Regions from separate parts of the Triticum aestivum genome. Here region 2 is linked to region 1. The links are chromatin contacts, called in public HiCAR-type maps. All regions are on one chromosome and are shown on one strand. The core of a region is the stretch at or near the end of the contact, and the rest is flanking DNA. Distances in the headings are between cores, read along the strand shown.

The links. HiCAR-type assays count read pairs that join an accessible place to other places.
Region 2: a HiCAR-type map of leaf shows a contact between it and region 1, with 4 times the contacts expected there. The contact joins the promoter of LOC123182572 here to the promoter of LOC123069767 in region 1. A contact is called at or near these places in 1 of 5 Hi-C or Micro-C datasets (leaf) and 1 of 1 datasets of contacts at active chromatin or transcription factors (leaf).

What each region holds. Positions count from the first base shown.
Region 1 is chr1A:581,764,240-581,769,754 of IWGSC CS RefSeq v2.1, reverse strand. It overlaps LOC123069767 (putative receptor-like protein kinase At4g00960), which reads left to right and starts at 3,643. Exons shown (of 7, transcript XM_044492709.1): 1 at 3,643-4,629; 2 at 4,879-5,007; 3 at 5,098-5,213; 4 at 5,302-5,512. The coding sequence starts at 3,789.
Region 2 is chr1A:581,940,146-581,945,606 of IWGSC CS RefSeq v2.1, reverse strand. It overlaps LOC123182572 (cysteine-rich receptor-like protein kinase 6), which reads right to left and starts at 1,736. Exons shown (of 7, transcript XM_044595208.1): 1 at 869-1,736; 2 at 500-628; 3 at 245-387; 4 at 1-162. The coding sequence starts at 1,709.

The sequences.
Region 1 (5,515 bases), core at 2,394-4,893:
AGATTTAAAATATGTAGCGTTACATACAAATACTCTTATCAAATATTATCATGCACAAACAGTTTGACATGTCTCCTCCAAAAAAAAGTTTGACACGACTCGTATGCCTTCCCTTTAGAAAAAGGTGTACGAGACAATCATCCATAAGCACAACTTTGGTATTGCAAAATACAGCAGGCAACAACTCCCATGTGAGAGTCCCAACACCCCACCAAAAGAGTCCGAGAACAAAAAGAAAGTCCAAGCACAATACATTCGTGTTAAAAAAAGATTTTTTTTTTATTTTGAGGATCATGGATTCTTTCTTTAGTTAGTGCTTCATGTTGGGATAAAATATCCTCTACCAGATTAAAAAAGAAAAAAATGTGTATGTACACAGCAAAAACTGTGGGGCCATATTTTTTGGCAAAATACTTTTGTTTAAAGTAATAAAGGTGCTACCAGTAATAAATCATGCATGGACAACTCAGACTAGAAATACATGGACATCTCTTAGTGCAAATAATTAATATTTACATTCTCGCATTTTTTTAGTAAATAATGAATCATGATGTATGTTCTTTTTTTTGTGATGGATCATGTATGTTCTAATTACAATGATTGAAATTCAATATTCCACGGAAAGAATTAAGGCATGCAAATTCTTCAGTACAAAGTAGCATTCTTCATGAAAAAAATAGCCTTGAGAAGGACACGGGAAAGCATATACATTGTACATACATAAGATGAATACCCCATACTGTTGTGAATATGAGGCGCATAAGTAAACATATTATCAATGTCTTAAAAGTTTGACCACTATATGATATGAAGAAGTATAGTGATTGGACATGTAAAATCAACTTTCATTTTCATACGTTTATATATGCCGTGCACCATTTTACTATTTTTTATGTATCATAAATAAATATGGCGGCTAAAATTATGAACTGGAAATTGTAAATAATCAACCGTGCCATATGTTTTGGAGCAGATATAACACTATATAACTCTATAATTAAATGGAGCAGATCGACACGTACACCATCATGAAAGAGTCGCAAAACTCTAGACAAAACTATGAATATCTCGATCATTTGTGCTCAATGACTTTGGTTTATAGTAGTAGTTGAGTTCAAGGAGACTAATGGAGTGATAAGTGAATACCCACTTTTAGACCATCGAACAAAAGCTCGGTAGTTATTTCCTTCAGTCGTCCTGCCCAACTATTTGGGCCAAGCTCCGCCACTCCCTCCTAGTCAGAGCTCCATGCAAAGGATGGAGCCAAACAATGGGTGCAAAAATACAAGGACGAGTCTTTCTAACAAAATCAACACCACATCAGGAACAAGCGCAAGATTTCCACACTTCCCAAGAGCACGCAAGGAGATGAGGGGGGAGGTACTTACTAGATTCAGGGCAACTTCTTTCCGGCATAGAAGTTGATCTTCATGCTTCCCCTCGAAGTGGAGCATGGTGATGCCCTCCCATGACAGAGGTACCGATGACTTTAGTTCTGCCGTCACCCATACCAAGGTCTCCTCGAAGGATGGGTGCCCCTTCGCAAACAATCTCCCTCGCTCCTTCACCATAGTTCGAGAGAGCGCCAGATTTGCCCTCTCTTTGGCTTCGTACTCCACCTCTCTTTGTTTTGCTTGACGAATCCGGTATACCCTCGATGATAGCGGGATTTGTTACTACCAACTACGATGCATGGGTAATTAGATCAGTTTGTCTAATTCACATCTAGATGTTTTTAAAGATGTCACATCTAAGCTCCCACAAATATAAAATGCATCAACAAGAAACAAAAAAAAACTAAGACAAAAAAAATAAATCACAAACAGAGTGGACATCAGCTTAGATGTGACATAACTATGTCACATCTAGATATGTCCTAGACAGACCCTAATTAGATACGTACCAGATACGTGATACAAAGACACATCTGATACGTCAATTTTTTTTAAAAAAAATTAGGATACATGGGTACGTTTATGATATAAATGAGACACATATTACCATACAAAAAACATTTAAAATGCGAAAATAAGGAGTTTTGATGAGAAGCATATCTTTTTTATTCAAGTGATGAAGTCTTTCAGCTAATACTCCAAGTGTCATTTTGATCATATGAGATTCTAAATGGAAATATGGCATCAAAACAGAGTAAGTTAGTTAGTTGTAAATACAAATAAAATTAAGAAATAGTTAGATACATCATGCTTTTCCTTATCAAAAATGTGTCACAGCAGTATCCCACGTGTATCAAATATTAGTTTATTAAAAAATGCAAATCAAGGAATACGTGTCGAACTGTATCGAGGCAGTATCAAAGTATCAGGGCAGTATCCGTCATTCATTTTGAACTATATGCGCAATGTAGCCTGCCAGTCCTCCCCCATCTTTTTTTTTGTAGAAAGTATGCTTGTATTCAAATCAGGAAATAATACAAAGTTCTTAACCTGCACAAGGACACCCTAACAGAATAATAAAGAGCACTAAAACAACCAGTGAAACACGAAGATGTTTATGTGTCATCAACCATGAACCTTGTGAGAACAAACCTGCAACACAAGAATCTACACCCATACCCAAGCAAGTCATCATCTTCAACCACAACATAATTGCCGCCACGCTGGTCCTCCTTTTTTTGCTCTGACGCCGAAAAGACAAGGACACAAAAGTGCAGCCAACACGCATGCAACAGCCTTCACCATATGTGGCTTTGAGTACCGCTAGATGTACCCCTTCCATATGAAAGTGAACTAGGATCTGGTTCCGGCGCCGCGGCAGGGCCAATCGCCCAGGCCAAACAGGACATCCCTCTAGCAGAAATACGAAGGAGGGAGAACAACATCAAAAAAAATCATACCGGCGAGGAGGAATAATAATCTCCATTTCCACACAACCACATCCCATCCGATGACCAACCCAACTAGTGTCGGTCGATCTTCAGACACCATAGCCCGCAACCTCAACGAGTTCCGGGGATCCCCCACCCCATTGGCTCCTAGACCAAGGCAAGAGCCCCGTCTGACTACGAATGGAGCATAGGAAAACTTATTCAGGCACGACGCCATGATGGCTTCAGCAACTCCCTCAACCCTAACCAAACTGAGAACACACGCGACCCATAGATCTGAGGTTCCCCCTCCCTCCGACCGCCAGAGCGGCCGACGAAGGCAGAGGGAACCAGCGGCGGCGTCGACGACATGCAAAGGGGCCCGCTCGCCTCCTGTTTGCCTGGCTCGGGCCCTCGTCTCATGTACCAACTGCCTGATCCTCCCACATCTGCATGTGACGGATCCCGGCAAGCCGCTCCCCCACGTGACCCGCCGCATTGGTTTGAATCGCCCATGCCCCTGGATTTGATCTCAATCTAGATCCCCCTCTACGTGATCTTCCGTCGGTAGAGGGGGGGATCAGGACATGCCATGGCTTTCTCTCTCGGAGTGACGAGGGAGATAGGACACCGTGATGAGGCGCCGACATCGGCGCCGGCAGGGACGGGTTGGCCACACTGACGAGAGCTGTCATGCGGGTCCCAATCTTGTGCGCACTCCTGATGCCCTGTTGGATAGGGCTGATGACTCGTCCACTTGCCAGTCATGATACCACACACCCAAAATTGCGGCCTGCGGGCGGCCAATCAACTTTGACTCCTTTGGATTGCCACTTGCGCACCCACTCGTACTCGTGGAAAAAAATATGACAAATGGTGCGTCGCCGTCGCCGTCCCCGCTCTGTCGTCGTGCCAAAGAAAAGCGAGCCGGTCCACCGGTCTCCCCCCACGCGCTTCCACGGTGATGCTCCCCGGCGGCTACGCCGTTCTCCCCATGATCATCGCGGCCCACCTGCTGGCGCCGGCTGAGTCGGCCTCAATGGAGTGCGACGGCAACCCCCAAACGTCCAGCAGCACCTTTCCCTCGACCCTGAAGCTGCTCGCCGCGGGACTCCCCGGCAACGCCTCCACCTCCCCAAACGGCTTCGCCACCGCCGTCGTCGGCACGGCGCCCGGCCTGGTCTACGGCATGGCCCTCTGCCGGGGCGGCACGAACGCCTCGTCCTGCCGCGCGTGCGTGGCCAAGGCGTTCGGCGACGCGCAGGCAAGCTGCCCCGGCGACACGGGCGCCGCCATGTACGAGGACGGCTGCGTCCTGCGCTTCTCCGTCCAGCGATTCCTCGATTTCCTCGGCGCGGACCAGTGGCAGGTCCGTGAGATCACTTTCTCCGTTGTCGCGGATCGGGCCAGCGTCACGGTTTCGGCCGCCTGGTTCGGCGCCGCGGTCAGTGCGATCCTCACCGCCGTGGTCAACCACGCGGTGTCGTCCCCGTCGCCGGCGGCGAGCAGCAATTCGACCATGAGAAGCAAGTACTTCGCCACCGGCGAGGAGGCCTTCAACCCCAAGGTATACGGCCTCGCGCAGTGCATGCCCAACCTGGCGCCGGCGCAGTGCGACGGCTGCCTCCGGAGACTCCAAGATGAGACAGCACCCTACATGGGCACTAACCCCGGATGGATCGAGGCTGGCTCCGCGTGGTGCATCCTGAGGTATGGCGTGCGGCCGATCTACGACGGCCAGGCGATGCTTCAGGTTCCGGCCCCGCCACCGCCATCTCCTTCTGTCACTCCCGAGCATGGCGCAGGTAGTACTAGCAGTAGCAGCTACTCCCTCCGTTTCAAAATAGATGACTCAACTTTGTACTAACTTTAGTGTCTACTCCCTCCGTTCCAAAATACTTGTTGTGGTTTTAGGTCAAATTTGTACTAAAAGCACGACAAGTATTTTGGAATGGAGGGAGTACTATTTTGGAACCGAGGGAGTAGCTAGCACACTTTCAGTTCCCCTTCTTATCTGAGCAAGGCATTTATCTTCTACTTTTATCATCATTCAGGAAACACAAGGAGTGCAACAGGAATCTATGCAGGCATTGCTTCTTCTGTTGTCTTGTTATTGATTCTACTATCAGTTTTCGCTTTCATCCGCTTCAAGAGAAAAATTAAGGCCGCCGAGGACGATAATCGTGAGTAGAATCTTGCATCTAGCATGTCTTCTGTTCAAGAGCCGGACTTGTTGTTTACTGATAACATTCTTGCTTTTCATATGACACTAGCATTCAAGAAAATGGCGAGAGCCTTGATCTTTGATTTGCTGGCACTGCAAGAGGCAACCGGAAACTTTTCAGAGGCGAATAAGCTTGGAGAAGGTGGTTATGGAATTGTATACAAGGTAAGAAAACAAGCAAGAAAGCGAGTGCAAAAGGAGTCGATGTATCACTCTATCGGGCTTTGTCTGAAAAACAATTTGCATGTTTCAGGGAACACTGCCGGATGGGCAAGAAATAGCAGTTAAGAAGCTTTTGGGAGCAACTGAGCATGGTTTGCATCAGTTGCGCAATGAGGTGGTTCTATTGGCAGAGCTTCAGCACAAGAATCTTGTCAGATTACAGGGGTTTTGCTCGCATCAGAATGATACGTTGCTCGTCTACGAATATATCAAGAATGGGAGCCTCGACAACTTTCTTTTCGGTA
Region 2 (5,461 bases), core at 487-2,986, 180 kb before region 1:
TAGCCTCTCTTGTTGCTCCAAGCAGACACCGACAAGTCTAACAAGATTCTTGTGCTTCAGCTTTGCAACTAAGGCGAGCTCATTCTTGAGCTCCTCCACTCCTTGTGTTGAGCTCTTGGACATTCTCTTGACTGCGATCTCATCGCCGTTTAGGAGAGTACCCTGAAAATTGTATGAAAGTTTTGCTCAACCACCAGTTTTCCAGTGTTGTGCCTACTTGCTTCAAGACAGGTTAGCTCATTACCTTGTACACCGGGCCAAATCCACCCTTGCCGAGTTTGTTGCTTTCTGCAAAATCCTCGGTTGCAGCCCGCAAAGTTGAAATGTCAATTAACATTGACTCCACACTTTCCATGTCCTCTGCTTCATCAGTGGAATAATTTGGATCTGTTTGAATAGAGACGCCATCGTGAATACATGACACAAGTGCATAAATTGTTTCATTTTAGGCACTGACACTGTAGCTGGGGAATTTTGAGTGACAAAATGACATACATACCTGGTTGCTTTGCCTTTGCAAGTGCCTGCCTCCTCCTCCTCCATGAAAAGAGCCAAACAATGAGGTTTATGGCTGCTATTGTAGGCAAGAGAATGATAAGAACCATGCCAGGAACACTGTACTTTCTCCCTGTACAATTTGAGATGACTCGTGTTATGTCAGACGAGTGTAGCAGACATGAACTGAAATATCACAAGATTACACCCTGCACGATTTGAAATGGTTGGAGGGAAATGGACATTGGTTGATTCTTTAGAGTTTGAATATAACAATTTTCAGGAATTTTTGTACGCCTAAATATATATAGAGGGAAGCAGAGCAATGAGCAGAGGAAATGTCCATATACTTTACTGAAAGTTAAGAGCTCACCCTCTGCTGTCGCCGATGTAGGAGCCACGGCCGGCCCCGGCGCTCCAGAGCTCGCGGACGTTGCTGGCAGCTGCACCATCACCGGGCCATTGATGAAGGGCTTGGTCTCGTACTCGAAGCTGCATCGGGGACCAAGAAGCCTGCCCCCGATACTATCCGTGAACTGCACCGGCAACTGCGCGATCAACTGAGCGAGGCAGTCCCGGCACCGGCCGGGCGTCAGGTCGGGGGTGCACTGCGCCCAGCTGTACACCTTGGGGAACTCCCGGTCGAGGTCGGCTTGGCCGGTGGCGTACCGGCGCGTGGAGTTGTACGCGGCGTAGTCCGCGGTGGCGTTCATGAGCGTGGCCACGGCGCGCTGGTACCGGCCCGGCTCCGACGTGGCGTTGGCGTCGTTGCGGACCGTGTAGGTGAGCTCCACGCCCAGGGGCTCAGAGTCGTCGGCGGAGAGGAACTGCACGTCGGAGTAGCGGAGCATGCAGGCGTCGTAGTAGATGACAGCTTCCTTGGAGCCGGGGCACACGTTCGGGAGGTTGGCGAAGGCGTTGACGAGGCAGCTGGAGCAGGCCCTGGAGCTGGCGTCGCCGCGGCAGAGCGCGAGAGCCGTGACCTTCTCCGGGACGGCCCCGGCCTCGGCGGTGGCGAAGAGGTTGGGCGACGCCGAGGCGTTCGTGGGGAGCGCGGCGGCGACGAGGTTGAGGTTGGCCTGGTACTGGCTCTTGTCGTTGTATTCGCGGCTGTCGCCGCACAGTGGCCACGGCTCTGTTGCGACGAGGCCGCTGGGCGCGAGCAGGGGGACGACAAGGATGAGAACAGACAAGGCGACATGGTGGGCCGCCATTGAGCAGAGCAGCACGGTGGACGAGCAAAGGTAGCTTTTGGAAACGGGGAAAATTAATAGCAAATTGCCGACCATGGCAATTGGAAGTCGCCATCCACTCGGTGCAACTAGGGAGGGTCGTGTTTAATTTCTCAACGTTTACATGTAGCTGCTTGACGTTTAATTTCCCTTCCTTTAACATCTTTTACACAAATCATCTCATTTAACAGTTTTTAACTTAACTAAAACTATTCCATTTAGCGAAAGTTTTGCTGGTTTTTAACCCATTTAGCTAAAAAAATGAGAATCAACCGGGGGCGGGGGGGGGGGGGGGGGGGGGGGGTGGGGGGTGGGGGGGGGAGCTCCCCACCTGAATATATTACTCAAGGGGCTGCCGTGGCAGTGAGTACAAAATTACATAGGCACGGTGCAACGTGCAGAGAGGTAGGAACGCCACGAAAGGATGTCCTCCTTGTCTTGTGAACTCACAAGACGATGTGACCATAGGCCCAAAGCAGAAATAAGGTTCCTCAAGGTTATTACAGACCTTTGGTCTATTGACCTAAAAACCATGTCATTACGTGTTGTCCAAGTCATCCAAAGCAAAGCCAACAGGACTGAAGGCCATGCTGTGGTTGGGAGGTGAGGAGGGGTAGAGACGTCCCAGAGATATGTGATGTCGCTGGAAGGTGGTAGGAGCCCCAGCCGTTGCCAAATCCTATTGGCAAGAGGGCATGTGATGAAGAGGTGGTTGGAGTCTTCGGTTGTCGTAGCACATCGAGGGCACATGTCTGAGTCGATGATATGCTTGCATGCAAGGTTAACACTAGTGTTGAGACGGTCTTTGAAGAGTAATCATGCGAATACTTTGAGTTTCCGAGGAACCTTGGCACTCCATATGAGAGGGGCCATGAGATCGGTCTCTGGCCGAGCCATGAGGACACCATATGCATGCTTGGTGGAGAAGCAAATGACTTGTCGTAGGAACTGTTGATCTTCCCCCGCCGATGGCACGAAATCCTGCAAAATAGCCAAAAGCGACACAAGCTCTTGTTCTGCCGTGAGGGAGAGGCGATTACGGAGGTTAGCCTTAATACCGAAACGCAAAATGTTAGCCACTTTAACTAGCTGTAAGGTGGAGTGTGAAAATAGGTGGGGGAATGAAGGAAATATGCGCTAGAGGCAATAATAAAGTTATTATTTTATTTCCTTATATCATGATAAATGTTTATTACTCATGCTAGAATTGTATTATCCGGAAACATAATACTTGTGTGAATACATAGACAAACTAAAACGTCACTAGTGTGCCTCTACTTGACTAGCTCGTTAATCAAAGATGGTTATGTTTCCTAACCATAGACATGTGTTGTCATTTGATTAATGGGATCACATCATTAGGAGAATGATGTGATTGACATGACCCATTCCATTAGCTTAGCACCCGATCGTTTAGTATGTTGCTATTGCTTTCTTCATGACTTATACATGTTCCTATGACTATGAGATTATGCAACTCTCGTTTGCCGGAGGAACACTTTGTGTGCTACCAAACGTCACAACGTAACTGGATGATTATAAAGGAGCTCTACAGGTGTCTCCAAAGGTACATGTTGGGTTGGCGTATTTTGAGATTAGGATTTGTCACTCCGATTGTCGGAGAGGTATCTCTGGGCCCTCTCGGTAATGCACATCACATAAGCCTTGCAAGCATTGCAACTAATGAGTTAGTTGCGAGATGATGTATTACGAAACGAGTAAAGAGACTTGCCGGTAACGAGATTGAACTAGGTATTGAGATACCGACGATCGAATCTCGGGCAAGTAACATACCGATGACAAAGGGAACAAAGTATGTTTTTATGCGGTCTGAACGATAAAAGATCTTCGTAGAATATGTGGGAGCCAATATGAGCATCCAGGTTCCGCTATTGGTTATTGACCGGAGACATGTCTCGGTCATGTCTACATTGTTCTCGAACCCGTAGGGTCCGCACGCTTAACGTTACGATGACAGATTCATTATGAGTTTATATATTTTGATGTACCGAAGTTTGTTCGGAGTCCCGGATGTGATCACGGACATGACGAGGAGTCTCGAAATGGTCGAGACATAAATATTGATATATTGGAAGCCTATGTTTGGACATCGAAAGTGTTCCGGGTGAAATCGGCATTTTACCGGAGTACCGGGAGGTTACCGGAACCCCCCGGTAACCTAATGGGCCTTAATGGGCCTAGTGGAGGAAGAGGAGAAGAGGCCTAGGGGCTGCCGCGCGCCCCCCCCCCCCCCCCCCCAAGTCCGAATTGGACAAGGAGGGGGGGGCGCCCCCCCTTTCCTTTCTTCCCTCTCCTCCTTCCCCCCAAGTCCTAATCCAACTAGGGAAAGGTTAGGAGTCCTACTCCCAGTAGGAGTAGGACTCCTCCGGCGCGCCTCCTCCTAGGGCCGGCCGCACCCCCCTTTGCTCCTTTATATACGGGGGCAGGGGGCACCCCTAGACACACAAGTTGATCTCCAAGATCGTTCTCTTAGCCGTGTGCGGTGCCCCCTTCCACCATAGTCCTCGATAATATTGTAGTGGTGCTTAGGCGAAGCCCTGCGACAATAGAACATCAAGATTGTCACCACGCCGTCGTGCTGACGGAACTCTTCCCCGACACTTTGCTGGATCGGAGTCCGGGGATCGTCATCGAGCTGAATGTGTGCTAGAACTAGGAGGTGCCGTAGTTTCGGTGCTTGATCGATCGGGCCGTGAAGACGTACGACTACATCAACCGCATTGTCATAACGCTTCCGCTGTCGGTCTACGAGGGTACGTGGATCACACTCTCCCCTCTCGTTGCTATGCATCACCATGATCTTGCCAAAAATAAGTATGTGAGCCGCTATTTGTGAGCACGAAGGAAATATTTTGGAGAGTGGTGATTTGCTATGAAATTGTGCGGCACTAAAAGGAGGTTTGTGGTGGAGGGGATACTAAGGCGTTCGTATGTTGAAGATGAAGCCACTCAAGCCAAGGTGTTTGGGTGGTGGAGAGAGCTTTAGCTGCAAATTTCATAAGAAGGAAGTTGTTTTGAACATGTAAGTTTTTAAGCCCTAGACCACCGATTTTTTTGGTAAACAATCATTTTTCCAAGCAATAAGACATTGAGCACCTGAGCAGGCATCCTCTCCTGCCCAAAAAACCCCCTTCTCAGAGAGTCCGAAGTTTTGATTGGTTTCTTTGGGATGCGAAAGACAGACATGAAATAGGCGAGGATTGAATCCAGGACCATGGAGATGAGTATGAGTCGATCACCTTTATCGGGAAGTTTGGCCGCCAGCCGGTAAGAAGTTTGGTAGCATGCTCTACGAGAGGGTTGAAAACATTGGTGAGAGGCTTGGTCGGAGCGAGATGGATATCGAGGTATATTTGCGGGAAGGAGGCGCATGAACACCCCATGGTAAGGGCGATGGAAGAGGTCGTGTCATCGTCTGTGTGTAGTGTGGCTAGGGTAGTTTTGGAGAAGTTGATGGCGAGGCCCGTTGCGTGTGCGAATTTGTTTAGGATAACTTTGAGGGTTGAGGCGGCGGAGGGAGAGGCGGCTGCGACGACGAGTGTGTCATCAGCATATTGGAGGACAGTGGGAGGCAGGTGGGAGAAGATGGGCTGGTGGAGGGACGGGTCAGAGTTCTAGAGGATGAGCTGCTGGAGAAGATCGGCTACGAGAAGGAAGAGGTAGGGTGAGACAGGGTCCCCCTGCCTCAGCCCATTTTTGCATTGAATCCATTT